Linked DNA regions of Mus musculus: regions 1, 2, 3, 5, 6 and 7 are each linked to region 4. Evidence: chromatin contacts called from public HiCAR-type, HiChIP or PLAC-seq and promoter capture Hi-C data. All regions are on one chromosome and are shown on one strand. Each heading gives the region's core, a stretch centred on a gene start, on an enhancer-like site or on the middle of the called end of the contact. The rest is flanking DNA. Distances are from core to core; before and after follow the strand shown.

The links. Promoter capture Hi-C pulls out the DNA fragments that hold promoters and counts their contacts. HiCAR-type assays count read pairs that join an accessible place to other places. HiChIP or PLAC-seq counts read pairs in DNA pulled down with a chosen protein or histone mark.
Region 1: an H3K4me3 HiChIP or PLAC-seq map of embryonic forebrain shows a contact between it and region 4, with 6 times the contacts expected there. The contact joins the promoter of Col15a1 here to the promoter of Tmeff1 in region 4. A contact is called at or near these places in 1 of 39 promoter capture datasets (hippocampal neurons) and 1 of 115 datasets of contacts at active chromatin or transcription factors (embryonic forebrain).
Region 2: a contact with region 4 is called in a promoter capture Hi-C map of hippocampal neurons, with 5 times the contacts expected there. The contact joins the enhancer-like site here to the promoter of Tmeff1 in region 4. A contact is called at or near these places in 10 of 39 promoter capture datasets (the 3T3-L1 cell line, the C10 cell line, cranial neural crest and 6 more) and 5 of 115 datasets of contacts at active chromatin or transcription factors (embryonic forebrain, embryonic midbrain, embryonic stem cells and 1 more).
Region 3: a promoter capture Hi-C map of hippocampal neurons shows a contact between it and region 4, with 4 times the contacts expected there. The contact joins the enhancer-like site here to the promoter of Tmeff1 in region 4. A contact is called at or near these places in 8 of 39 promoter capture datasets (the 3T3-L1 cell line, the HPC-7 cell line, frontonasal cranial neural crest and 4 more) and 1 of 115 datasets of contacts at active chromatin or transcription factors (embryonic hindbrain).
Region 5: an H3K4me3 HiChIP or PLAC-seq map of stem cell-derived neural progenitor cells shows a contact between it and region 4, with 6 times the contacts expected there. The contact joins the promoter of Alg2 here to the promoter of Tmeff1 in region 4. A contact is called at or near these places in 9 of 39 promoter capture datasets (the 3T3-L1 cell line, the SN4741 cell line, cranial neural crest and 5 more), 1 of 484 Hi-C or Micro-C datasets (embryonic stem cells), 8 of 115 datasets of contacts at active chromatin or transcription factors (astrocytes, embryonic brain, embryonic midbrain and 3 more) and 1 of 9 other capture datasets (adipose tissue).
Region 6: a contact with region 4 is called in a promoter capture Hi-C map of liver, with 2.4 times the contacts expected there. The contact joins the promoter of Galnt12 here to the promoter of Tmeff1 in region 4. A contact is called at or near these places in 3 of 39 promoter capture datasets (hippocampal neurons and liver).
Region 7: a contact with region 4 is called in a HiCAR-type map of astrocytes, with 5 times the contacts expected there. The contact joins the promoter of Tgfbr1 here to the promoter of Tmeff1 in region 4. A contact is called at or near these places in 5 of 39 promoter capture datasets (cranial neural crest, hippocampal neurons, maxillary cranial neural crest and 2 more) and 4 of 115 datasets of contacts at active chromatin or transcription factors (astrocytes, embryonic forebrain, embryonic hindbrain and 1 more).

What each region holds. Positions count from the first base shown.
Region 1 is chr4:47,206,157-47,210,039 of GRCm38.p6, forward strand. It overlaps Col15a1 (collagen, type XV, alpha 1), which reads left to right and starts at 1,856. Exons shown (of 40, transcript NM_009928.3): 1 at 1,856-2,206; 2 at 2,290-2,378. The coding sequence starts at 2,196. It overlaps Gm12426 (a long non-coding RNA gene), which reads right to left and starts at 3,470. Exons shown (of 3, transcript XR_001784287.2): 1 at 3,138-3,470; 2 at 2,266-2,430; 3 at 1-210.
Region 2 is chr4:47,435,758-47,439,830 of GRCm38.p6, forward strand. No RefSeq gene overlaps it. Among named protein-coding and RNA genes, the nearest start is that of Alg2, 37 kb to the right of the region's middle. Within about 2 kb of position 2,099, at least 180 of the 459 cell types and tissues checked have an H3K27ac peak or open chromatin away from gene starts, as enhancers often do. A contact at or near this core is called in embryonic forebrain, hippocampal neurons, liver and 1 more, where this site is marked.
Region 3 is chr4:47,517,685-47,521,705 of GRCm38.p6, forward strand. No RefSeq gene overlaps it. Among named protein-coding and RNA genes, the nearest start is that of Gm42283, 25 kb to the left of the region's middle. Within about 2 kb of position 1,372, at least 18 of the 459 cell types and tissues checked have an H3K27ac peak or open chromatin away from gene starts, as enhancers often do. A contact at or near this core is called in hippocampal neurons, where this site is marked.
Region 4 is chr4:48,583,715-48,587,791 of GRCm38.p6, forward strand. Tmeff1 (transmembrane protein with EGF-like and two follistatin-like domains 1) reads left to right here and starts at 1,460. Exons shown (of 10, transcript NM_001356272.1): 1 at 1,460-1,927. The coding sequence starts at 1,756.
Region 5 is chr4:47,472,744-47,476,354 of GRCm38.p6, forward strand. It overlaps Alg2 (asparagine-linked glycosylation 2 (alpha-1,3-mannosyltransferase)), which reads right to left and starts at 1,624. Exons shown (of 2, transcript NM_019998.3): 1 at 1,196-1,624. The coding sequence starts at 1,543. Sec61b (Sec61 beta subunit) reads left to right here and starts at 1,918. Exons shown (of 4, transcript NM_024171.2): 1 at 1,918-2,010; 2 at 2,169-2,266. The coding sequence starts at 2,008.
Region 6 is chr4:47,090,002-47,093,855 of GRCm38.p6, forward strand. It overlaps Galnt12 (polypeptide N-acetylgalactosaminyltransferase 12), which reads left to right and starts at 1,922. Exons shown (of 10, transcript NM_172693.4): 1 at 1,922-2,327. The coding sequence starts at 1,972.
Region 7 is chr4:47,351,149-47,354,953 of GRCm38.p6, forward strand. It overlaps Tgfbr1 (transforming growth factor, beta receptor I), which reads left to right and starts at 2,074. Exons shown (of 9, transcript NM_009370.3): 1 at 2,074-2,248. The coding sequence starts at 2,164. Gm32435 (a long non-coding RNA gene) reads right to left here. Exons shown (of 3, transcript XR_390551.4): 3 at 1,166-3,090.

The sequences.
Region 1 (3,883 bases), core at 606-3,105, 1.4 Mb before region 4:
TCAGCTCCTAGGCCTGAGATATCTCCGGTCTTAGGCCATAACTCCCACCTTCAGGCCAAATTTCAACACAACAATCTTGCTTGCCTTTTCCAGGTGAAGGAGAAGTAAACCAGTACGATCGGCCAGGTTCTGTTTCCAGTCACCACATGAGAGAAGACCCAAGGGGATCTTTGTCTTTAGATTTCAAGGAGCTGGGTCTCGGGTGCTTACCTAGAAACAACAAATGTGTACACAGGACTTCTCTGAGAGGGCGGTAAAGGAATCTACTGCAGTATCCAGCACTGATGAGTTGAACCACAGTCAAGCCCCATCAGCTGAATACAGGATGTACCTTCCTCCTGGGGCAGGTCAGGCTTGTGGCATAAAGTCATCTTATATGTGTAACCAAACTGTATCTGTGTATTAAACATAAGCTCTTCCCTATCTCATTTAGACACGGCCGTCTCTCCATAGACCCCTTGTTTGCTCGTTTGGAACAGGGTGGTAAGCTCTCAATCCAGTTTCACTCTGACTTATGAGCAAAGACAGACTTCAAGTGTGGTATTAAGTAGGACTGGTCCTTTGTCTTGTTGATGGGTGAAGCAGAAAATGGTGGCAACCATGGTAAACTGGAGGATATTGCCCAACTGATGAAATTCCAATAAAATCTGACATCAAAAATGCAGGTTCCATGTCATCAGGTCTACCTGAATTCTAATAGTCCACAAATTTGGTTTTTCAATTTGTGTGCATATATTTGTATGTACATGCATGTAGGAGTGCCCACAGAGGCCAGAGGAGGGTGTTAGGTCGCAGGAACTAGAGTTGCTGGTGATTGTAGCCTACTCTATGTGGGTGCCTGGACCTTGGGTTCTCTTCGAGAGCACTACATGCTTTTAACCCCTGAGCCATCCTTCCAGCCCTACAAAATATGGATCTTAATAAACAGTTCATAATTATAAAATGTTGTTATTATTAACTTTTTAATTTGGAAGCTATCACTGACCAAACTTATCTGCGGACCACATGGAGACCCAGGCCACCTGTTTATAGCCACTGGCTCTAACTGTCAAACAGAACAACCTTGGGTGCGACAATTTCCTTAGGTAAATCTATCTAGGAAGTCAGTTACAGATCTGGCTGGTGCATTTTACAAGTAATAGAGAAATCCAGACCCAAGAAAGCCAATTCCCCATGGTTAATCATTTGTAACAAGTGTTATACCCATCACAGAAGGCACAAAAGGGGAACGAGAGTTCAAATCCATAGACAGGGTGAACAGATGTCAAAGCCACCTTAAGTGGGCAGTATCCTTAGAATGCCCCCTAACTTCCTTGTTAGTTCCTTGGAGCCCTCCTGGCTTCCGGTGCCTCGGTCCCTTAAAAGCCAATGGCTCTGCCTGTCTTGACCCTTGTGGTGTGTCCTCACCCCCACGTTTCCTGCAGTGCACTAGTTAGTAACTGCAAGAGCTCCTAAGGATAGCGTTTTTCAAGAGCTAAGCTCCCAATTCCTGCCTTCTGTGTTGCTTGTTAGTTAAAGGGTGTCTTGTTCCCAGCGGGCAGGTAACACACCTGACTCTATGTGCCTAGGTCAACATTGAGACCTTACTCTTTTCTTCAATGTTGATTCTCTTGTGTGGCTCACTGGATGGATGCCTTGGTAAATCGTTTGGCTTCTCTGGACTTCAGTTCCCCTTGGTCAAGGTTTTGGGATTCCAAAATATTCAGAGCACACCCCACGAGTCCTTCAAAGTCCTCGCTCTGTGTATGACTTCCGTCCCCACCGTGTTACTCTGGGGCATGCAAGTGGGATCTTGGCTGGCCTGCTGGGTGTGGCACAGCAACCAGGAGCGACTTCAACCGCGTAGCTTTGGGACACTGCCACTCCCCTCTGAATCTCAATAGCCTAGTCTGTCATGTAAGGAAACCCCAGCGATCCCAGCCGGCCCTGGGTTGTGGAGCTCTGCGTCTGCATGCGGGGCTTTCCTCGCGGGTTACATAAGGCTCTGGGGTGGCGGGAAGAAGGGGGCGTGGGGAGGCGCAGCGGGGACCGGCGGCGAGGTGGGGCACCGCGCGTGGGGGAGCGCAGGGCGCGGCGGAGTCGGGTTTCAGAGCGCGGGTGACTCAGGCGCGGGCAGCAGCGGGGATCCCGCCGTCGCCACCGAGCGCAGCCTTTGTTCCGCGGGCGAAGTACAGCTGGGGTCCGGCGGCTGCACCATGACACACAGGTAGGACCCGCGCCCCGCTCCCCCTGCACCTTCGCCTCACCTCCTAGCCGCCGCCTCACCTTCTCTGCCACCGCTTCTTGCAGGAGGACCGCGCAGGGCCGGCGCCCGAGGTGGCTGCTCTCCATCATCTCCGCGCTGCTCTCCGCTGTCCTGCAGACCCGCGCTGCGACAGGTAAGCCACAGCCGCTTGGGTTTGCGCGCCCGGGTGCTACGGCGCCTCATTCCTGGACATAAAAGGGAGTACTTGCTTGGCGCGGCGCACAGCCGTCTTGCCCTGGGTCCTCCCGGGCCCCCCGGGTTCCTAGGCGCTGAGATGATTGCCTCAGCGAAGGCACACAAGAGTGTCTGGGCTGGACGTGGCTCACCAGAGCGGGCAGAGAGGGGTTTTAGCTGTACAGTGACAACACACTGCCAAACTATCCCAAAGCGCGCTGGGCTCCCGCGCTGAGGTCGTGCGCACTGGGCTGTAGGGTGAGCAGGTCCCATGTACACTCAGTCCATGGGAAAACATGGTCTTCGGCAGGGATACCTTGACATCCTAGTCGTTCCTGACATAACAGAACAGAGTCGCTAGCGTGTTTGGTTCAGCCTGAGTCACTAGAGGTCCCCATCCCTGCCGGACAGAGGCGCAGTGGATGATGGACTAAGCCTGAGAAACTGATCTTTCTTTCTCTTCTATGGGCCTCAGTTTCCCCTGAGAGGACTCAGAAGCTGTTGGATTAAAGTGGGTCTGACTTAAAGTCGAACTGCCGGTGTGAATTGCGCCTCTGTTGGGTGACTGTGGGCAACATTTTTTCACTCTGCATGCCTCAGTTTCCTCATCTGAGAAGATCTGGTAAACTAGACCCTCATTGTTCCAGAAGCGTTGAGAAGTGTAACGGACAGATGGGAAATAATGTCCTTTCCATGAGAATAAGTGTCGGAAAGATACCTTGCTCTTCTCAGGAGTGCCTGTGTTGGAAAGCATTGTTGGGGAGGCTTAGGAAGTGGCAACTATGAAAGCCAGAACTCAAACCCAGTTGGGCAGGTTCCTGTCCCTGCTCAGCCTTTGCATTATGTACTCAGCAAAACCAGGCTTTTGGAACAACAGCCCTGACCCGCTTTGGACTTAGAGAAGTAGCGCATAGCCCAGTTGAAAACAGTGAAGGCGGAGAAGTGTTGTATAGTCCCCTAGGAAGCTGGTCCAGGATTGGTGGTCTTGTTTGACTCCGTAGTTACTTGAAAATGCCTGGTATCACTCCGCCCGTGATCTGCAAGGGAGCAAGGCGCAGATGCAATGATAGCTTTTCCTGCCAGGGCGCCCAGCCTGGTGTTTCTTGCAGATCAAAGGGCAGTTGGAGCAGAGTTCTGGCTTCTCCCAAGGATAGCCAGTGTGGAAACCTTGCAATTTCCCATATGACATAGGGCTTTGCCAAGTCAGCAGCAGAGGGCAGCTGATGACATCCAATGCCCCTTTGGGATTTGAAGAGGGCTCCTGGAGCCCTGAGCTGTATAGATCTTGCATGAGGTTTACACGGTTAATTCTTACTCAGCCTTGCATTGAATGAGGTCTGAATGAGTTCCTGTCTCAGTCACTATCCCAGGAGCTGGAGACTAAGGACTTAAGATATCCTATTCTGAGCACACTGAATCCAAGTCCTAGCTTTCTAAGAGTCTAGAGTAGGATTTGATCCAGGT
Region 2 (4,073 bases), core at 849-3,348, 1.1 Mb before region 4:
CTCCTCGTGGATCCAGAATCGCTGAGTCACCCTCTCAGGCCAAGCTCTGACTTAAACATTTTGCTAAGCTCTCAGAGTCGCTTTCCGCCTCTCTAAAGTTTGGGGTCCACTGGGTGGCAGAACCCAGCCTCCACCTTACCAACACCACGATGGCTCGATCAATTCCCAACCAGGCTCTTCCTCCTGGGCCCCTCAAAACTCATTTCTCTCCCCGCCGCTCGCTCGCCGATCATTTCTCCAGCCCCGTTCACACAGCTGGCATTTATCTTTATTGCTGCTCTGTTTATTGATTTAGGGCCATCTCTGCAATTCGTCAAGCCTCGATCCCATTTTAATCTGGGCCTCCGAAGTGGCAAAGATCCCTTCCAGCTTCAGCGCTTGCAGAAATGTGATTAGCTGAGGCTCCCTTCCATCCTTCAAGCCATTAATGGAAATAGTAAATGGTCCCGGTTTGGCACGAAGGTCTTCCGGGTCTCTGGGGATGTATGAGTCCCTCACGCGTCACCAGCTCTGCCTGGACAGTGGCTCCCCACCGTCATGCACATTTCAGTGGTGGATTGTTGCTTCCCTATTACGAATCTATGCAGAAATCCTAGTTATTAATTAGTTCACTCATTCAATATAAACACTCAAGGGGAAATATAACCTGAGGTCGTGTCATTTTCCCTCTCATAAATGGTTTGATGACCTCAGGGAGAGGGAGTCTATGGGAAGGACATGTGCAGAAAAGCATGCTTCCGCCAGGGGTGGTGACTCACACCTGTAATCCCAGCACTGGGGAGACTGAGGCAGGGGGACAGCTGAGAGTTCCAAGTTGGTCTCAGGTATCTCCTACCTCCTAAGTGGTTTTCATAGACAGGAGCTTGGCTTTTGCGAAGCACACATGACAGACAAAGCTCACTTCCCAGGTTTTCCTCATGAAGGCCAGAAAGCAACTGTGCCACTCACTTTAATCTCTCTTTCTTATTAATTTATTTATTCACTTTGCATCCTGATCAACCCCCTTCCTCCACTCCCCCCAGTCTCACCCTTACAAATCCCTCTCCCCCATTACTCCCTCATCTTCTCCTTAGAGAAAGTAAAGCCCCCTGGGGTACCACCCCACCCTGAGACATCCAGTCCTAGATGGACTACACACCCCTTTTCCTGAGGACCAACCAGGCAGTCCAAGTAGAGGAAGGGGATCCAATGGCAGCCACAGGGTCAGACAGCTCAGTTGTTAGGGGACCCACATGAAAACCAAGCTGCACATCTGCTACAAGTGTATAGGGAATCTAGGTCCAGCCCACTGGTTAGTGGTTCGGTCTCTGTGAACCCCCACAGGCCCAGGTTAGTTGTGGTGTCTTTGACCACTCCGGCTGGCTTAATCCTATCCCCTACTCTTCCACAGGACTCCCCACAGGCCACCTGATGCTTGTGTCTGCTTCCATCTGCTCCTAGGTAAAGCCTCTCAGGAGACATATGTCTCCCCTTTTCAATAAGGTAGTATGAAATACAGAGAAAGTATATGTGAAGCACCCTAAGGGGCAGGGCAGAGGGAGGGAGGATGGCAGTGTTCCCACTCCGGCAGGCTGTACGAGCAGGGAGCTTCCCCGGGGCTGATTCTCTTGGAAGCCCAGCCCTAGAGAAGACACGCTGGACTGGTGTTTCCCATAATACTCCTGGGAGAGGGGAACATTGGACAGGCAGGCAGAGAAGCAAGCTCTGGAGCACGGTGCCCAGCTTCCCTGTGGCCTCATTCATACACCTGCCACACAGTGCCAGGAGACCTGGCGTTAAGGAGCCACCTTTCTCAAAGGAGCCCGATCCTCATGGAGATTGCCGCTGCTCTGAAAATATAGCGGGCGTGGCCATCCTCTCAGCTGACACACCCTTTGACCCCTTTGAATGCTTGGAGCTGGCAGATGCCTAGAGCTGAGGACACTTACATGTATGTTCAAACAAGTATAAGAAGCTGCACCCCCCGCCCCCTTCAGACAGAGCAGAGATGAACCAGAAGGCCCCCCGCCCCCATCTCCAGCAAAGGCGGGACAAGCCAGCTGCCTGGAGGAGGGGCATAAGAGTCAGTTCCCCACGGACGACTTCGTTGACAGCTGAAGGGTGAGGTGGAGCGACAAGGAGACACTCGCTCACCCTTCACCCCTCATGAGTGCTGGGGCAGCGCTGCTGGCTGGTCATTTCCCAAAAGCTTGCCAAAACAAGCGACATAAATCAAATTTTCATTTCATTCCTTCAGGCTCGACCCTTCCGTCAGGCACTCAACAGCTGCCTCCTGAGCAGATGTACAGCTCATTAGTCTATCGTGCCGCTAGAGCCAAGTCCAGGACCCCAACCCCCATTCCGGGGCGGGGGTTGGGGGGGGGGCGGTAGGGAAGGACGCTAGCAGCCTTTGTTCTTCCACTGTCGAGCACTTCGCATATCAGCCACCAGGGGGCGAAAGCTGCACATACATCGTTGGTTCCCAGAGCCAGCTCAACCCTACAACCCTCTCGCCTGGCGTTTGGAAGGCGATCAGGGAGGGATGGTGAGACCTTCCTCTACCTCCAGAGCTTTTCAAGCCTTTAACGTGTAGGAATATCTTGTTTGGTGCGAGGATGCTTGGTTTAGGCAGACAGAACTGGATTCAGATGCCTGGTCTGATGCTCTCAGCCTTTGGGCCTTCATGATGAAATGTGATGGTATCGCTTGCTGTGGGACCCCACCCGGTGATCCTGAGGCTAACGTGAGGCAGATGAAGTGAGGAGCAGCTAAGCATCGTGACAAGGAAGTTCTCTAGGGACATAGAGTGCATGCAATTTCTCATGTCTTTATTTTCTCTTACTATGTCTCATTAACCACACATTTAAGCCTCTTATTTAATATAGATGAACAGAATCATATTCAGAATATCTCTGTGTTCTCTGTCTCTCTCAGACACACGCACGCACACACACACACACACACACACACACACACACACACACACACACACACACACGTCTCTGTCTCTCCAGGGCTGGAGATAGAAACCAGGGCCTTGCACATGCTCAGTAATTACTCTACCATTGAGCTATGTTCTCAGAGTCGTCTTTCTTCTCTAAAACAAACCAAGCCAAGAAGCGCCATGTGTTTATCTGTAAATCAACATGTCTATAAATCGATTCCACCAGTTGTCCCCATCCTTAAGTGTGGAGTCCAAGAAGCAGCAATAGGTTGGAGAGTGAAGCTGTTTCTGTTGTGCCTGTGGCTCACCCGTTCTCTCCCTTGTGGACCTGTGGTCCTCTCCCTACTCTACCCAGGATCCTCCCCTCCCCCTGCTTCCTTTGCTGCTGCGACTCAAGGTGGAGTCGCCTCCGCTACCCCCACAATTCTGACATTAGCAACCTGCCCCAGGTGACTTTCTAAAGGGAGGTGGGTTCCTGCCACATTCTCCTTGGAGGCATCACAGTTGCGTTTTGCCTGTTGACAAAGCTTGACAGCAGGCATCCAGGCCCTTAGAGCTGCATGTACTGGCTTCAAAGCCTGTGCCTGGCTCTTGGTTATGTGCTGTACACTCACAAGGCTGTAATCGCCTTCATAGCTATCTTGAGACATGGGGTCACATTATCAGCTTCAATTTGTAGTTAGAACTGGGCACTGAGAAGTGACCCTCTTGGTAATCTAGGGAGGAATAGAAGGGACAGCAATCTGAGACTTCCCCAAGTCACAGGACAATGTAATGCTATGCCTAGTGTCACCTTGCTTAGACGTACTGAGCCTCCTCCCAAGCAGCAGAATTCATGGTTCCTTCCCCCATGTTTTCCAGGAGCCCTGGTTATGTGCAAGACATTTTACCAGGTGTCACTCTGCCTCTGCTACTAGGATGGAATGGATTCAAGCACAGAACCAGAAAGGAACACTCAGAAAATTCTGACTACATCAAATCCTCTTTTATCTAGTAGTTTTACTGAACCATGCCTCCCATCCCACGCCCTAAACCTACCATTAGCCTCTATGCAGCTGGACTGCTGTGATTTCAATTTTGAATGCACCCCAAAGGCCTGTGTGTTAAAAGCTTGGTTCCTGGTGTGGTGCTGTTGGGAGATGGGGGAACC
Region 3 (4,021 bases), core at 122-2,621, 1.1 Mb before region 4:
AGAGGTAGTAGGAGGCTAGAAAGGTTGAGCCCAGCAGTGGCAACTGGCACTTCTCAAAGATTGCTTCCATAAATGCTGGCCTGGTAAAAACAGTCTGGTGTCCTGTGTCTCCAGAGCTCGCCCAGAGAAGACATTGAGATGCTCTGCTGAAAAGCTTCTCTCCATCTCCCATCTGGTTGCACAGCAAGAGGGAGTCCAGCGGTTATCCTGCCCCCTTTCCAGGACCTCCACTTATGAGGCAAGGATGCCACAGTGTGGGTGGGAAGTTACTGTGAGAGTCAAGGGCCTGCAGAGGTTATATACCTTTCTTTTCACACTAGGAAGTCTGAAATTAGATGTAGAAAGACAGGAGTCACATAACAAAAGCTGAAGGAAAAGAGGGGGGCTGCTGAACTGGTCTCTGACAACTGTGCTGAAGGAGATGGGTTGATTTGGGCAGGCAGAGGGCACAGCATTGCAAATGCAGGAAGCAGAAATGGGCTGAGAATTGCTGCACAAAAGCAAGGGGGACCTGAAGAGCAAGCCAGAACCTAAGGACTGTCACACTGTAAAGAATGGGATGGCAAACTCAGGGCAAAGGGAAATGGCAGGGTGTGAGGTGTTTATGCCCATGCTGCGTTGCCCTGAAGGTGATGTAGGGAACACGGAGGTGGCGGGAATGTTTCCCTACTGTTGAGGATGAATTCTTTAAAGCAGCTCCTTCCCAGGTTTGGAAGCTAGAAGTTGCTCTACAGCACAGATCTGGAAGAATCCGAGGCCAGCCTCCCCTTTCTTTCTTCCCATCCACTCACTAATGCTTCTGCGCATGCGCTTGCACACACACACACACACACACACACACACACACACACACACACACACACACACACACACACAGAGCATCTTTCTACCCCGCGTGGCAGGGCCATAGAGAACATCGTTCCCGGGTAATGAGACAATTAGCTCCTTGAATTCTTCCTGCAGGAACAAATCCGGGCCCCCATGGCATCTGTCCCCTCCTGTTCCTCCAGCTGGCCTCCTTGCCATGTGCACCCCCTCCCGGAACCAGGCCTGGCCTCCTGCCCCTGCCCACTTGTGCTTGTGCCTTACTGGAGCTTAGGGTGCAGGGCTGGAGCTCTGGTGTGTGTGTGTGTGTGTGTGTGTGTGTTGGGGTGGGGAGTTAGGGTGGTGGTGGTGGAATGGGGCTCATGGTGAGGGACTGGAGCATGTGGTGCAGAGCTGGAGCTCCTGTGGTGGGGTGGGGTCAGGAACAGGTGCTGGGGTGTGGAGCTGGGGCTGGAGCTCACAGCATCCAGAGCAGCAAGGAGTTGCAGGCAGGCTGCCGGTGGCGTGATGGAGGCCTGTGCCCCTGAGCCACGAACCCAGCTGCACAGTTCTCCTGTGGGGCTGGCAGTCACTTCTTCAAAGCTGCTCTGCAGCGAGGTGGCATATGGCCCCCTGACAGAGCAGCTGCTGGGGAAGAAGCCGCCGAAAGGAAGCCTTGGGGGATAAATACAAGAAGCGCATGTCACCACGCAGCGCCCGAAGCGGCCCCGGAGCTTCTCCGGAGGAACGTGGTTTTAGATGATGTGCGAGGGCCTCTGCCTTTAGAATGTTTCTCACCATCATCGCGGAACTAGAATATCACTGGACACTTACTAGGAACCAGACAGCTCTGTATTCTGCTTTAGAGGAACCATATCATGGATTCCTTTGAACATCCCTCCGGAGAACTCTGGGTGTTCCCATGTTGTAGAAGAGCACACCAAAGGTCGAGAGAGAACTTCAGGATTTTATGCTGTCCCGTGGCTTATGAGCGACCTGTGGCTGACTCTAAAGCCTTCAGTTGACTTCTCTTTTGCGGCTTGAGGCCATAGCCATCTTGGTCAGAGCATCTTGTAGACTTGGTAGTTAGGATGCCAGGCCTGGTGTCATTTGCAAAAACAACTAGAACACACACTCTCCTATCTGAGGTTCGGAGAGTAAGGGCAGGCATGGTCACCTGGCATTTCTAGCTTCTAAAACAGGGGTGGCATTCTGTGGAGTAATTTAATAGAAATATATGGAGAATGAACCATGCCTGGGGGAGCTACTTTCCCATTTTGCAGGTAGGTAAACAGGGGATTGGGGCTTTGCCTAAGGCCTCATTATAAGCCTGCCAGAGAGGAGACTTGGGCTCCGAGCTTCACACTACACATCTTATCCTCTTTGCTTTGCCTGGAGTGGATCATATTAAGGAAGGAGCCTTCTTAGCTGGAGGAGGAGGGAAAAGAAAGAACAGGAAGTCATGACTGTAGCTTATTCTTGACAGTGGCTGGTATCTCTACACATCTCCAGGCTATAGAGCTTGCAGACTGATTCAAAGAACATCTAGATTGAGCTAAAAGATACTGTGATTTTTTTTCACTTGTCCTCAACTCTGTTTGTAACCCAATTCCCAGAGGCCCCAGGAACTTGTGGGTCGGTCCCTCTCTCTCCATTCAATGCCACTTCTCCTGGTGAATCTGCCACCCCAGTTGGGGATCTGGACCTTCCAGACGAGGAGGCAGAAACCAAGAGCCCATTCATCACACAGAAAACGGATACCTACCTGTCAGATTCAATTCCACTCCAATGCTGCAAACTTATGGCCAAACAGAGGGCCTCATTTTCCCAGGCACTAGGATGGAAGAGTTGCCAAGTAAAGGGCAAAGCACAAGTGGCAACCCCTTTAGTAGCTCCCCACAAGGCTGTGACAAATCTCTGCCTGCCAGGGTCTTGCTTCACAACACAAGGCTGGAAGATTTGTCAGATGTCTTCTGAGCGTGGACTCACTGTGCTGTTTGGTCAGGGAAGCAATACATCCAAGTTCTGGCCTCCCTTTTCTTAAGTGGAGGCTATGATCCTATACATGAACCTTGGCTGAGCTTCAGAACAGTGAAGGGGGATACGAGCCCCTCCCCCCCCTCCCCCCGGCAACATGCAAAGAAAACCAGAAACCGCTGATAATTTGTGGGTTGGATTCAAGAGTTTCTGAGCACGACAGCGTCCTTGGTCATGAGGACAAGAACAGAAGCATGTCACATCTGGCTTGCAAACAATCTTTGAGGTCTGTTGAGACCAGGTACATTGCTTGAGGTCCTGTTTATGAGGTACAAGGATACTCTGAATGGAGTTACTGTATGTAGAGTCGGCTGGATTTCTGAGCATGGTGTGTGTGTGTGTGTGTGTGTGTGTGTGTGTGTGTGTGTGTGCCTGTGTCTGTCTGTCTGTGTTTGTAGTGTGTGTATGTATGTGTGCCTGTGTCTGTCTGTCTGTGTTTGTAGTGTCTGTCTGTCTGTCTGTGTTTGTAGTGTATGTGTGTCTGTCTGTCTGTCTGTGCTTGTAGTGTGTGTGTGTGTGTGTATGCACATGTGCATGGTCACATCTGTGTGTGCGCATGCCTGTGGAGGCCAGAGGACAGCGTCTGCCAAGCAGTTTAGCAGTTTAGTTTGCCCAGTGAGCTCCAGGGACCTGTCTTCACCTCTCAGCACTGGGATTACAAGCACATACGCTGTGCCTCTTCGTTTTTTAAATTTAAATGTTTACTTATAAAAACCGAGAGTTCTGAGGATCAAACTGATGTCCTTGTGTTTCTAGGTGAAGCGCTTTATCAACTTCTCAGGCCTCTTTCCCCCCAGGTTTTGAGTCAGTGGCCCAGGATGACCTAGAACTTGAGCCCCTCCAGTCTCAGTTTTCAGAGTGCTGGGATCACAGGGCTGTGCCACCACACCCAGCTCCCGCCCCTCATTTGCCCCTTCGATGTCTTCCCACTTTGCCTTCAGCTTCGTCTCATAGTCTTTCATTCCAGATGGAGGCTTGTGCTGTTCTTGGTGCCTAGGACACACATGGCTCTTTGACATCCATCAAACTTCTATCCGTACTTAAAAGTACGGCTAAGTTCACACCCTTTGTTTGGAAAGTTGTTCGAATTCCTCACAAAGAATTGATCACGTTCAGCTTTAGTTTCCAGGCCTTAGAATCCACATCAGACCCAGGAATCTATGCGGGGACAAGCTGGCAC
Region 4 (4,077 bases), core at 210-2,709:
AATCTATACACAAAGATGACCACCGGGGTCATATTTTACTGTTACACAAAAGCTGTCATGAAAATCTTCCTTTATTCATTGTTGTGTCTTGTTCAACCATCTCTAAAGCAAAAATTCCAATATTGGTATTGTTAGGAAAACAAATTTAGTTTTTTTCTTCATATTTAGGTTGCCGCGCCCTCCAAAATGTATGCATGAATAGTGCTAAGTTTGTCAGTCTTTCTAACTTTTTAATAATCATCCAGAGGGGTAACTTTTTGGTTTAAATATCTTTCCCTTTGTTGCTAGTGGCTTTAAATTTTTTTTGAAAATAAGTTTATTTGTAATGTATATGGGTGTTTTGTTTGATGCATATCTATACCACATGCCTACACTGCCCTTTGAGGCCAGAAGAGAGTTCTTGGTACAGTGTTTACAGATGGTTGTGATGCTGTGGGAATCCAAGCTGGGGCCTCTGCAAAAGCAGCCTGGGCTCTCAGCTGCCGGCTATCTCTTGCTGGTCTCCAAAGCTTTCTCCCTTGCCTGGACTTCTCAAAGCCTCCTTGTCTTTACTTCTATGTTCAGTGTTTGTTTTGTATTTAGATTGTAGCTTTCTTCAAGTGTCCTTTTTGCAATTTTCTTAATTTTACAATGAAATTCTAGAATTCCTTCTGAAGTGGGCAACAATAACAGACTTCGAACAAAGCGGAAAATTTCCAAAAATTTGGCCTATGGTCTTATTGCCTGTGTAAAGTTATCATCTAGCAAGGTGAGGGCTGCAGAGGACTGTACTGGGCTCCAGACAGCTGGAAGACTCTTGGTCCCAACTTCCTGATTTGGGGAAGGCAGAAAACCAGTATGGGAACTCCTTTGTAGGGCTGTGAAATAGAACTGGAGAGGATACAGGCTAAGAGCTTCCTCTAGGCCTTGGATATAGCAAATCCGCTCTAAATCTTTGCTATTATGCGCGGAAAGGGCAACGCACTTTAAAGATTCAGCCGAGAGATGTAGTTATCCAGGAACCCGGTGGGGCGAGTCTTGGGGATTAAGCCTTTTCCCCGGAGAAGTGCACAGCGGGAGTGAGCACTAGGTACCAATCCCGATCCTGCCCATTTCTTGGGATGTGACTGACCTTGGACAAGTCACCTTTTGCCTTTAACTCCACCTGGAAAACACACGAAAGACCACCCGAGCTCGTGCAGGGTTAGAAGGCGCGTGGGAAAGGCTCACAAAGGGCTTCTGAGACACCGTCCCGAAGCTCTCTCCAGTATCCTCGGCGCCGTCCGGCCAGCCGGAGGGATCGGCGACCCCGGCCCGCGCCCCCGCCCGCCTCAGGAACAATGGCTCCCCGGGAGGGGCGGAGCTCGGCGCCGGGGGTGTGCGCGGGGCGGGGTCGCCGCTCCCTCCCCGCCCGCGGCTCCGTCACGCGCCCCTCACCGGGCGGGCCGGGGTCTTTGTGACGCGGCGGCGACAGCCGCGCGGACACAAAGGGAAGGCGAGCCTGCGAGCTAGAAGCTGCGTCCGTCCCCGCCCCGCGCCCCCCGCGCGCGCCCCAGCTCCGTGTTCCCCACGCGGCGCGCTCCCTGCCCTCGCGCGCCCGCGCCCCTCGCCCGCGCCGGGGTCTCCCAACGAGGCTGTCCCGAGCGCGGAGGGCCGGGGCCTGGCGGGGATGCTGCGGGGCTGCCCCGGGCGGCTGCACGGCTGCTAGGAGGCGGCGCGGGGCCGGTGTGCCCGGCCTGCCGCTCCCTGAGCTCCCCGCCGTGCGGCCGCGACAGCATGGGCGCCCAGGCGCCGCTCCGGCTGCCGGCCGCGCCCCCGCTCGCCGTCTGCGGCTACACGTCGGTGCTTCTGCTCTTCGCCTTCTGCCTGCCCGGGAGCCGCGCGTCCAACCAGCCCGCGGGCGGCGGCGGGGACTGTCCGGGAGGCAGAGGCAAGAGCAACTGCTCAGGTAGGAGCCGCCGGCGCCCGCCTCTGGGGCTCCTCCCTTCCGCCGTTCTGGGCCGCGGGAGGACCCGGTGTGGACCAGGGTGCTGAGGAGTCCCGGGGGCCGGGCGGAGGGCAGGACGAGAGTTCGCGGTGCGGGCTTTGGGGACCTGGGTTGGGGATGGGGAGTGGTCGTTTGTGGGTCCGTAGGTGTCGAGTGGCCGGGACTAGGGCGGCCCTGCGGCGTGGTGAGCTGGTGAGGTTCCGCGAGACGGAGCAGTGATCCTGGGTTTGCTCGTGGAAGCGCGTGTAAAGTGTTGTGAAGCCCCAAGGGAGGGAGGACGGCTAGGCTTCAAGGGGAGTGTGTGCGTGTGTGTGTGTTTGTGTGTGAGTGTGATGGTGAGGAACTGGCGGACTGAGGATAAGGGCCTGAGAACTGACCATGTGTTGGTGGGGAGGTTCTTAAGAGTTCCTGGGTTTTAAGAGGGGTAATGCCGGTAAAAAGAAGGAGTGGTTATGTTTGTCCTTTGGGTTCAGGGGTGCAGTGGGGACCAAATCTGTCCACGGTTCTGTGCATCAGGGCAGCAGGGAGTCCCAGGAGGGCCCAGGAAGTGTTTTGTTGGTTGTGTCTGGACAAAGCCTGAGGCTCAGGTAACCACGCTGGAGTACGTATATAGGGTGAAGAGATGAGAGCCCAGTAGTGAACCCAGTTTGACAGAGGGAGGGAGCTAGGGAGTCATCTTGTGTGGGATTTGGGTATGAAAGGTAATTAGGTCTCAGAGAGTGCCCCTGTGTAGCTAGAGTAACCCCGGGTTAATTAAAGTGGTGTAGAAAGAGAGGCAATGGTGGTGTGTGTGTTTTGCAGGAGGACCTGGAAGATTGGCAGCCAGGGGAGCCAGGGAGTAAGTGACCTCTCCCCTCTCTCCAAGGCCGCCTGCCCTCCCACAGCTGTTGGAAACAAAGAGCGTGCTGGGGTTTTAATGGATGACACAGGGGAGGAGGGGGCCGGCCAGTAAAGTTCCCCCGTCCTTTTGGAAAGAGTCCCAGGGGAGCCAGGGGATTCAGGCCCTCGGGCGAGCAGAGGCTTCCGGGTTCTCTTGGGGGAGGGTAGGTCTGCTTGCAGCTGGCCCAGCAGACCTAGTGGTCATAAGCCAGCCCTTGCTCACTTGGGCTTTTATCACTTCTCAGACCAGCACTTGTCCTTTTAACTAGGGTTGAAGCGGGGAGGAGGGGTGCACCTGAGAGTCGATAGAGTCAGCTAGTGGGGGCCTGACAGACAGCCTGGGAGTTCGTGAAGGGGCTATGTTTATAGGACAGTGATTTAGGCGAAAGAGGCTTTATGCTGGCCTTTTTTTTTTTTTTTTTTTTTTTTTTTTTTGTGGTGGGGGACACCTTTTTTAGTAATTTTCATATGGTATGTTTTATGAGAGGTTTTGAGAACTAATAAAAATGGCATGCCCATTAAAAGCCTTTCCACCCATAAACTCTCTTCTATTTTTCTAATCGTAATTGGGATGGGATGACGCTTTAGTAAGCCGTCACTCTTTAAGAAGATAAGCTCTTTGTAAATCAGAGTGATTTGGGTTTTTTTTGGGGTACCAAATGATGGTTACCTTTTTTAGGTGACCACGCTGTCAAAATATCTTACTGGGTGATGTGTTACGGTTATTTGTGTGTGTGTGTATTTGTGTGTGTGTGTACCCTCTCTGCTTCTGTCCTAGTGCGTGGGGCAAGTGTTCAGAAAGGACTGGGCACTCACACGGTGTGGAAAGAAGGGGGCTCATCTGGAGGCCATAGCCCTTGCTGCAGAGCTGAAATTTGGGTGCAAGTCAGTAATTTTTTCACTAGTTTCTTCAATTAAAACAGATTTAGATTTAATATCTCATCCTTCCTTTAGAAATATTTGTCACCAATAATGAATGTAAATAAGTTATATTGTTCAATGTTTTCAAGGACTAAGGTATACTTTAACTATATTTTATTTTTATGTGTTTTACCTGTACACACACATATAATATTATATATATTATACATATAATAGATATATCTCACATGCATGCAGTGCCTACAGAGGCCAGAAGAGGGCAGGAGAAGAAAATGCCTCAGAACTGGACTGTCTATCATGTGGGTGCTGGGAACTGAACTCAGGTCCTCTGTGAGAGCAGCAAGTGTTCT
Region 5 (3,611 bases), core at 374-2,873, 1.1 Mb before region 4:
AAAGGCTGGAAACTGTTACTGACATTTACAATGACCATGACTATCAGGAGATTCCTCAGAGGACTGTAAGAAGTGAAATAAATGCAGTATTAGGATGTCATATCTAGTGTCACACCTAGGATCACACACACACACACACACACACACACACACAGCAATGTTAGTGTCTTTTAGGGAAGACTGAAATATTTACAGGACAGGGGACTTTCCAGTCACTGAAGAGACTGATGTGGATCTTGAATATCAATAAGCAAGATGTTTCAAATTTTTGCAGAACAAAAGCAAAAAGTCCAACAGCAGGTAAACTGGATCCCAGCTGTGTACATATAAGATGTAGCAGGAAACAGACACATATACTACCAGGGCCACACATCACTTCTGGAAGGATGCAGAAGACACTGTTGACAATGGCTCGCCCTCTCAAGGATGGGGACAGGGAATTTTTACATTATACTTCCTATTTGAACTTTTACTCCTGAGTAAATGTTACTTCTTAATTAAAAAAAAAAAAACACTGAGGACTGAGGGTTGGCTCCAGGAATGTTGGGTATGGCAGTGCACACCTGTCCAAAAGTCTAGCTCAATCTTTCAGTTCCAGGTTCAGTGAGAGAGCCTGACTCCAATGTTCAGGTGAATATTAGCTGACCTCTGGTTTTGATATGCAAGCTCAGACACTTGTATAGACAAAATAACTGGATTTTTCTCCAAAGACCAATGGGGACCCTAATGGGGAAACGATATGTTTAGCTTGACTTTAATCCGTGGCACTGCTAAGTACTGGAATGGCAGTATTAGAAAGACTGGAAGGGTGGGATGGATGGGACCTGAAAGCAGAGACAAAGGAATAACGGAGAAGAAAGAAGAGTAAATTGAGTCACATACAAGGTGTGGCCGGAAGTCGTCTTTTAATGCCAGCAACCACCTGGATCCAATCATTTTAGTCCCAAGGCTAAACATTTAAAATGCAGACACATAAGCCCTACCTCAAGGATCTTCAACGAAAGGAAGGGGGCGGGGGAGAGATGTCCCTGAGATCTGCCATTTTAAAGGGTCTATCCATACTAAAATTGGTGGCCGTTCTCTCCCTGGGGACTCCTGCTGGACAGTTCCTAAAAACCTAGAACAGCGGTCCCTCCCCCCCTCTCGGCGCCGCCCCCCCCCCCCCCCCCCAGCCAAGAATTGGTGGCGGCCTCACCTGGTCGCACACCACCACGTCGAACTCCTCGCCGGAGAGAAACAGCACGTAGAGCGCCAGAAAGACCATGCGCACGTAGGAGCAGATGGCGGCGCCGCGGCCGCCCCAGCCCAGGCTGCGAGGCAGCCAGTCCCCTGCGCATTGCACCGAGAGCTCGCGGGTCTCGATGAAGCAGTGGTTCGGGTCGTAGTGCGCGGTCCATATCTTCACATCACAGCCGTACTCCTGCAGCGCCAGCGCCGCGTCCAGCACTAGGCGCTCGGCTCCGCCTATACCCATGTCTGGGTGCAGAAACAGCACAGATGGGCTGTAAACCCGGGAACGGGCTCGGTACAGGTTTTCGGCCATGGTAGATGAGCCGCGCTTGCGCTCTCCGCGCGAGCTTCTGCAAGCTCCTGCAAGCTCCGCCCCTGGCCCCCTCTGGCTACTGAAAGCCGAGCCAGCGCAACTACGCCTGCGTTAGTTTAGGCCACATCAGCGATAAGCTTGTGGGCGCTAAGAAAATGCCTGACTCAATTTCTCATGTGGACCTGTCCAAAGCTTGCAATTTGGTGATGTTTGACCATATTAAGCACGCTAAATAAATTACATAAAAGAAGCGAAAGGGCTGTACTTTCACACGGCCCAGTTGTTGTCGGCGTAATCTTTACAGGCATATCTCAGGACAGCCCAGTCATCCAAGAGTCTGCGAAGGCCCTGCCAGCCGGCCGGGGGGCGGTGCCAGAGCCTGTATCTACGAGAGTTCTGAGTGCTCGGCAACTTCACGACTTCCCTCTTCCTGCCTCCTGTGCCCACCGTTCTTAGGCATCAGCATGGTGCGCGGTCCCCGCTTCCATGGGGTGCACTAGCCCCTATCTTGGTCTTCCTTTCTGGGACCTCATTGCTCTTCCCAGCTTCTCGGGTGGGTGTGGGGTCGGGGGTGTGAAGAGGATTTGACCCGCGATGTTCACTGTTTGTCTGCTTCCCTCTGCAGCCGGGTCCAACGCCCAGTGGCACCAACGTGGGCTCCTCTGGCCGCTCTCCCAGCAAAGCGGTGGCCGCACGGGCTGCGGGATCCACTGTTCGGCAGAGGTAAGTGGCTGGGGGCTTGCGGGGGACGCCCGGTTATGGCTGGAGGAGGCTAGGTACCCAGGGTTGCATTGCATTGCTGGAAGGAGGAGTTCCAGGATGGAAAGATTAATAGGGGCCGAGTGAGCCCGAGCTGACGTGGCCATCTAGTTAGTTAAAGGCCCTTTAGGAGGGAGGCATGGTTTTCCTCTCCTTGATCAGCTGCACGCACCACTTTAGTTAAAGGTAAATTAGACTAGGATCAGGAATAACTTTAGGAAAAGCGTTGGCATAAAGCTGGTGTGTCTGAGGCTTTACCTTTCAGTCTTCCATATGGAGGTCCCATACACACTCAGTTTAACAAAATGTGTCTTACACAGTCTGTCACCCTGGTTCCCCATCCCAGCTGTGTGTGTGTCTTTCTTTTTAAGTCTATTTTGTGTATGTGTGTGTATTGCACGCACCTGTGTGTGTGTGTGTGTGTGTGTATGTATGTGTGTGTGTGCGCGCGCGCATCTCTTTCTTGCCTGGTGTCCTTGGAGGTCACCTGAAACTGCAGTTATGAATGATTGTGAGCTACCATATGAGTACTGGGGACCGATTTGGGGTTCTCTGCAGGAGCAACAGGTATTCTTAACCTCTCAGCCACTTTTCCAGCTTCAGGGTCTCCTTATTTTTAAATGTCACTGCTTATTTATAGAAATCTAGAAACTCCAGTTATTTATCTTTTTTAATTTGGTGTGTCTTCTCTGTACAGTCATATGCCATATTTCATAGGAAGACCTCACTACTTTTTTTCCTCCATTTCTGTCCCCCCAGTTTAGCCCTCAACTTCTTCTGCTTTGAATTTACACCACTATTCACCCTCCAGTTGCTCTTCCACTTAGGTTCTCTGTAAGTTTCTGGTGGTGCCTGTTAAAAAAGGCTTTCAGAGGGATTCCACGCCTCTCCTTTCTCCCTCCTGTGAGCCAGCAATTCTGAGCTTACTACCATTTCTTTCCTTTTCTTTTCTTTTTTTTTTTTTTTTAGTTAGTTAGTTTCTTTTTAGACATTCCCACACAACCTAGGGTTGAACTCAGATCATCCTTCCTTCACCTCCTATGTGCTAGGATTGTAGTTGTAATAGGATACTACTATTTACATCTGCATGTTCATCTCCTCTGCTTTGACAGAACACCTGCCCAAGCCCTCTTCCTTAGCTCTTGCCTTAAATCATGCCACAAGAAAATGTTGACTGAAGGAATCAGTCAGCCGTATTGTTGTGTTTGTTGAACTACTAGTAAAGGTTTTTGTAGAGAGGAGTAGACTTTGAAAACGCAAAGGAGCGCTTTAAAACCACCCTTAACAATGTGAAGAGGAAGGCTTGAGG
Region 6 (3,854 bases), core at 672-3,171, 1.5 Mb before region 4:
GCGGAGGACTAGAGTTGGGGTTCCCAGCACCTGCGTGGGGCAGTTCACAGCTACCAGCAACTCTAGCTTCAGGGGACCCAATGCTCTTTCCTGGCCTCCACTGACACTCCCACATATGAGGTACACATTCACACACACCCACACACACACACATACACATAAATTTTTTAAAAACTGGAGATTTTATTTTTCTATCTTATATGTATGAGTGTCTGTCATATATAAGGCACACACATATATAAGATATTATATGTCATATGAATACATATGCATACATATTTGTATATAAATGCACCATGTGTATACAGTGCCCAGGGCACCCAGAAGATGGTGTCAGATCCCCAGGGACTGGAATTACAGACAGTTGTGAGCTGCCAAGTAGATGTTGGGTCCTCTGGAAGAGCAGCCAGTGCTCTTAATGGCTGAGCTATCTCTACAGCACCAACATAAATCTTTAAAAACAAATTTTCTTGGGACTGGGGCAGAATTTCAAAACAACACTCCAAAATATAGTTCTGCTACCTGGCACCACACATTTATGTGAAATGGCACTCCCAGCATTGGGATTTTTAAAATGAAATTATCAATCAACTCTGAAAATTATGACGATGGTTTGTGTCCTGTAGTATCAAATGCTTAGCCTTAATTTAAGTCTTTATATAAAAATAAGCAAGTCCATCCATCTTAACATGTAAACGGCTTTCTTTTATTAATAGTAAAATTATATGTATTTTAAAGATTGTTTTAAAATGAGTTTCTTTATGACTTACTATAAGTAAGTGGTTGATTTATATACTGGTTTTATATACATATACACCCAGAATTACACAAAAACTTCTGCCGTGAAAATGTGCTATTAGTGGCAAAATTAATAATAATAATAAGCCATCCTGAAAACGCTGCAGTGGCTGAAGGCTTCAGGAAGAGTTGGTAAGGTGGGGCAAGGCAAGTGGGTGCAGGAACAGAATTTGCAAAGGCACCAGCCTAGCTTGGCTCCTTCCTCCCCCCACAACTAAAGGTAAAAGTGGCAGTTTGTGTAAATTACTGAAGACATTTTATTCCTAAAAGTTAGAGGCCAGCCTGGGCTATGTAGAAAGTTTAGAGTCAACCAGGACTACAGAGTGAGACCATATTTCAGTCAACATCAGGGGCTGGGGCTGGAGACACTATTTAGCTAGGCTTGGTACCACTGACCTGTAATTCTAGGACTCAGGAAAGGAGGCCAGCCTGGGTTACTTGAGATTCCGACTATGATACAGCAACACATTTTTGATTTAAACTTTAAATTTAAAACTTTTATCTGTATGCATGTATGTATACACAAGTGTCTATATCACACGTGGGGGTTGGAGGACAACTTGAGGGAGTCCTCCTTTCACCATGTGGGGATGGATGGAACTCTGTCCTTCAAGCTTCGAAGCAAGGGCCCCGTGGCTCCCCTTTTCTCCTATAAGCCCTGAGCCAAACCTGATACATTACAGGAAAGGATGGTGTGTGTGTGTGTGTGTGTGTGTGTGTGTGTGTGTGTGTGTGTGATGGGCCTGCGGAGTGTAGGTGTCCCTAAAGCAAAGACTGAAAAACATAGCTTGGAAAACCATGGGCTCCAGTTAGTTATTCTAGGCGCCACTGAGTACCGCACAGAGCCGCCTGCAGCTTTCATGAGTCTTGGCCAGCACATCCTGAACACGTAGTGGCTAAGGTTAAGGACCTTCCATCCGGGATAGTGCTAGTGTCACGTAAGTTCAAGGAAGGGTCCCCATAGCGCCCAGAGCGCTGTGCTCAGCCCACACTCACGCCGCAAGGGTCGCCAAGCTCTCTGCTCTCTCATGTGGGCACAGGCAGGTGGGCGCGGGAGGCAGCAGCCAGGAAGAGGGCGGGGCGCAGGTGGGGCGGGCCGGGGGCGGGGCGACCGCGGTTCCGGGATCCGGGTCCAGCCTCGGCCCGAGGCCGCGGGGTGCAGCTAGCGGGTGCATGTGGGGGCGTGCGGTGAGGAGGCGCTGCCCGCGGGGGCTGCGGCGCGGCCGGGAGGCGTTGCTGGCACTGCTGGCCCTGGCAGGGCTGGGCGCGCTGCTGCGGGCTCGAAGCAGGTCGGGGACGGTGGACCCGGGACCCCCGCGGACTCCTCTCCCCGGGCGTCACGAGCCAGTGCTGCCCAGGCCGCCGCTGCCCGCCGATGCTCTGGGAGCGCATGGGGAGGCGGTGCGGCTGCAGCTGCAGGGCGAGGAGCTGCGGCTGCAGGAGGAGAGCGTGAAGCAGCACCAGATCAACATCTATCTGAGCGACCGTATCTCGCTGCACCGCCGACTGCCCGAGCGCTGGAACCCTCTGTGAGTAGTCGCGGAGCACTGGCGCGTGGGACGCAGCATCCTTCTCGGGAGGAGGTGGTGCAGAGCGGGGGTGGTGGTGGGGCGTATCTAGAGGGCGAAGAGGCGGGAAAGTTAAAAAAAAAAATCAGAACGAACCTAAGAAAGTCAAACTGGTAACTGAGTGGTCCCTTGAATCAGACACCTCAAAGTTGTCATTCTGTCGGGACAGGGTGAGATTCGAGTTAAACACACTGAAGAGACCCCTACTTCGTGCCTGTGGGGGCAGTTAGGACTGTGGGTGTGGCTGTGACTCCGGAGAGCTGACGGCGACTAGCACAGGGCTGACCCCATTCATTGGTGTGGGTGTGCTGTTGCCCAGGGATAGAGCAGAGCCATCGAGATGCCCAATGGCCGTGCCCGAGGCCCGGAGCCGCCTCCCTTTCTCTCTGGCTGTTGAAGTCCTAGCTTTGGGTGGAGGGCGGTGGGAAGAAGAGGTTTGTGGGAAGGGCGCCTGTGACTCTTGAGTCCAGCCGAGCACACTCTTGTAGGTGGTGCAGGGCAGATCCTGTGTAGTCAGAGCCTAGTTCCTGTTGAAGCTGCTGGCTTTTCAACAGGTGAGAGACAAGGAAGCAAACACCCGCAGCAGCTGCTGCTGCCACCTTTACCCTCAGTCTCCCAGACGCCTCCACCCTTTAAATTTGTTACAGAACTTTTAGTTCCCACTTGAGCTCGGTAGATTGCCTGGAAAACAGAACTCAGAAAGGGGTCCTGGTTAGAGCCACAGGGCCAGCCTGGTGTGATTATCAGGCGCTTGCCACATTCTACTCTCCAGGCCTTGACAGTTCTTTTTTTTTCCAGTTTGGAAATGGACTCAGAGGGCATAGGCAACACTGACCTGCGAGAGGATGAGATGCGGTCTGCTGTGCCCCTTCCTCCATCAGGGAGAGTTTAACAGATTTAACTGAATTTCTCTCACCTACCGCAATGGCTTTGCCCGAAGCCCTTTTCACTCTCTTTCCGAGTCAAAATTGCTGGGATTGGCAGGGATTCTCCACTCCTACCCAGTGCCTCAGGCAGCTTCAGCTCTTTGAAAGGTCAGGTCTTTTGCTCACTAGTTCTGCGGTCTCCGACAGTGGGGTTCAGTCTTTAGTTGATTTGGCCTCAGTTTCCTTGTTTGCCAACTAGGGAACCGATGAGGGTTAGTCTGTACACTCTGTGTAAGTGGGCTGAAGGAATGCCGCCTCAGACTTAATAGTCAGCATGTACCTGGGAGCACCCTGTCCTGCTTACTTCCTCTTTCCTCGACTGCCCCTTCGTGTCATCTGCATTTGGCTGGAAAGTTATTCTTCTCCGGATCCAATTTCCTTTATGGTTAGGAGTTGTGAATATCTCTTTGAAACACTTTAGATGACCTGTGGGGCTTATGGTTTCCTGTCTCCATGGTGATGCAGCTGCCTTGTGTCCTGCCGGGATTTGAGACTAGATCCTGCTGTGCCATTGACCCTGGAAATTAATCCAACCCAGCAGGATGGGCCTTGCCTCTGACTC
Region 7 (3,805 bases), core at 824-3,323, 1.2 Mb before region 4:
GTTCCAGACACATTATGTCACTAAGGCACTCTGGACTTGTGATTCAGTCCCATTTATAAGTGGGATGGGAGCTTTTAATATTTGCAACCCATTAAAGATAACCAGAGAAAAAATTCCTATGAGATTAATTATTCATGCATAGCATAAAAATCTCTTGAGATCTTATGCAAGACACAGACTAGATCAGAAAAAGAAAAATAGGGGGGGCATCTTGGCATGTGGCTGCAACCCCAGGCCTGGGGGAGGGGAGGTGGAGGACTAAGGAAGGAGGATTCCGAGTTTCAGTCTAGCCTGGTTTGCATAGTGAGACCCCCATCTTTAAAAACCAAGGGCTGGGGGCCGGAGAGATAGGTTAATAGTTAAGAGACTGCTGCTCTTGCAGAGGAAGTGGTTCCGTTCTTAGCATCCTTGTTAGGTGGCTCACAGTTCCACTCCAGGTGTCACTCCAGTTCCAAGTGATTGGACGCCCTCTTCTGGACCCCACAAGCACTACTTGCATACGGTGCACATAGGAGCACAAGAGCTGGGGGTATAGCTTATGAGTAGAGTACTTGCCTAGGAAGTACAAGGCTTTAGGGGTGGGGGTGAGGCGGGGGCAGTCACTGGAGATTTTAGGTGTGTCAGGCTCTTTATATCTCCCAGAGAGATTTCATTAGAAGCTGGTCAAATTTAGTCCCTGTAACCTCAGGGCATTTGAGCCAGGGGGGCCAGGGGAGCCAGGGGAGGCAGGAACTGATGGTTCTGGAGTCCCAGAGAGCAGGCCTGTTCAGGTTCTGGCAGGTTGAGGACTTGCTGAAGCGTGTCCTAGCTGGAGCCGAGGAGCAGTCTCAGACCCCAGCTCTTAGCCCCCACGGTTTGCTTTCATAAGCAGGATCAAACTCTTGGAAAGTGGCTATAAAGCAATTTACCAACAGCTACTAGAGGCCGGCTGATTCCTACTACGGAGCTTTATTTAATTCCGAGTTCAAATCACACAGAAAATAACATTTTCTCCTTAAAAGGTTCTGCGGAAAAATGCTGTCGGTGCCATGCGGCCGCCTCCGTGACTGTGTTTGTGTCTGAAGAAAGGACTAGTCTGACAGGAAGAATTACAAATCTGGAGCTCATTTTGGCGTCCCAGAGGGAAGGTGGGTGGAGCGTCTCACAGTAAATTAGGAATTCAGAATGAAAGCGGAGCTGAGTTTATTTGGGTTTTTAGTGACACCTCGAAATTATTACACAGGAGTGTCGGAGACAACTCAAAGTACCTATGACTGCTCCCGCTTCGCCCCGGGGCGGGATGCTTCTTCGTAGGGCAATCCTCCCTCCTTCGAAACCCGTGGGCCTCTCCGCTTCCACGCGGGGACAGCAAAGGTGGGAGGGAAGGAGGGCGGCGGGGACCCTTAGTCTGGGTCTTTTTACGGTGCCGAGACACAGAGGCCACTCGGGGGTGTGTCTGAGCTCCACCTTGGGATTCCGAAACTGGGCTCCGACTTTGAGACTGGAATTTGGGGAGAGGACGACGAGGTCTGGGGCGGACGTGGAGTGCAGAAAGAAATCGGACTGTCTTTGCGGGGAGGCTGGAAGCCGCGGGTCTAGGGTGGGGGAAGTTGAACCCCGGACAATATTGAGGGTCCGAGTGGCGAGAGTTGGGTTTTGCGGGTGCAGGACTGTGCAGGGGAAGTCAGGGTGGGGTTGGAGTAGAAGAAAAGAGCGTGCAACGGTCACAGTCTTTCCCTGAGCAACTCTCACAGGCACACCCTGCGCTCAGTCGGGACCGTGGGCTCCCTCGGGCGCGCAGACTGGGACCCTGCCCCCACCCGCCGCGGGAGCGCGAGCTGCCCGCTGTGGCTGGAGTAAAGGCGCCCAGCGGTGAGGGGGCGTGGTCAGAGGCCCAGCAGTGCGGGGGCGTGGTTAGAGGCAGAAACCCACGGCCGCTCATTGGTAGCCCAGGGCCCCGCGGGCGGGGCTCTCGGCTAGGTCCCGCTAGGGCGCTCGCGGGCGGCGGGGGAGGCGGGGTCGGCGGGAGCCGGGCAGCCAATGGGCGTACGCCCCTCGAGCAGTTACAAAGGGCCGGAGCGAGGCCGCGGCGGCGGCGGGGAGGTGGGGCGAGGAGGGGCGAGGCTTCCTGAGGAGAAGCTGCGGCCGGGGCCGGGCCGGGCCACAAACAGTGGCGGCGGGACCATGGAGGCGGCGGCCGCTGCTCCACGTCGTCCGCAGCTCCTCATCGTGTTGGTGGCGGCGGCGACGCTGCTCCCGGGGGCGAAGGGTGAGTGGCGGGCGGGTGGCTGCGGGGCGCGCGGGCCGGGCCGGGCCTCTGGCTCGCTTCAGCTCTTTCTCAAACATGGCGCGGGGCCGGGGGCGCAGGTGGCGGCGCCCGGCCGGCCGGGCGCTCCTGACCCGGCAGGCGCCACGCGAGCCGGGGCGGGGAGGAGAGGCGGGGCGGGGGCGGTGTCGAGCGCGGGTGGCGGAGCACCGAGCAGAGGCCGGCCCTCTTGGGCTCCCGGGGGGCAGCGGCTGGCGAGCCTGCCGAGGTCGGGGGCTGCCCTTAGGGGTGCGAGGCCGGCCGGGACCGTGGCCCCCTGATTCCACTGCCTAAATGCGCCCCGGCCTGAAGCTGTTGGGGCGTGGGCGGGCACCGGCGTGGAGGCGCTCCGGGGCCGGGCGCTTGGAGGGCTCCCCGGAGGGTCGAAAGGGGCGCCGTGGGCAGAGACCCCGGGTGGGCCGCACCGCCGTGAGTGCCGACGCCCGCCTAGGGCGACTTTTCTTCAACCAGGGGCTTTGTGTGAGAAGCAGGCGCGAAGATGCGCGGAATGTTCTCGCTTCGTGAGTCTGGGAAGAGTTCAGAGTCCAGTAACCAGAAGGCTGCAGATTGTCTTCTTGCTAGTAGAAACTTGAACGTTTGCTCACTCTGCAGATTTGGGAACGTTTGAATGGGAACGGTTCTGTAGAATTGATCAAATTATTCCTTTTCTCGAGGGGATCGTTGCTTTGGGTGTATCATTTCCCTAAGCGGTAGTTTTAAAACCAGACCTCTGTGTAGCTGGGGTTTGAAGGGAAATGTGTGGTTTCCCAAAATATTAAAGCCGGTCGTGATACTGGTTGTCACCTCTGGAGGGAAGATTGAAAAAAACTTTGTCAGGAACCAATTAAAATAGGAGAAAGCAAAATACTGAGGCTCGGCATTAGCAACCTGCATACAGTGAAAATACATTTTTGTTGCGGAAATTGGATAACAACATTTTAAAAAGCAAAACAAGCCAAAACAAAAGTCTCTCCAGACTGTGGATGCCAACTATGATTAAACTTAATAGTTACTGTTTATTGGGAGTTGATTATAATGCAGATGTAAAAGACACAGTATCAGAACCCTCGCAGTACCAGTATTTGTCCTGTATATTGACATGAAAACTGAGGTGCAGAAGATTAAGTTCTTAGTAAGTGCAGAAATTAGGATTTGCACTTAGGCTTTCAGGGTTCAAAATCTGTGCACCTGTTACACCAAAGTAGCATGACTCACTTAAAGAACAGTTGATATTTGATAACATAACTTAGCCATCAGTTTCTTAGTTTACTTGAACATTCTCTTTACATAGGTCTACAGTAGAAGATACAATGGGTTTTTGACATTGGCTTAGGAAGGAAATAATGGTGGACAAAGTGGGAGAATTGTTATAATTATGCATCAACTATAAGTGACCATATCTAACAGTTATTTGGGTAAAGTAATTAATTCTTTTCTACCTAAAACAAAGCAGGACACGTTCATGCATTTAGCAGTATTGACGTGGATGCTGAGAAGGCTGGTTCATGTCCTGGAGGACTT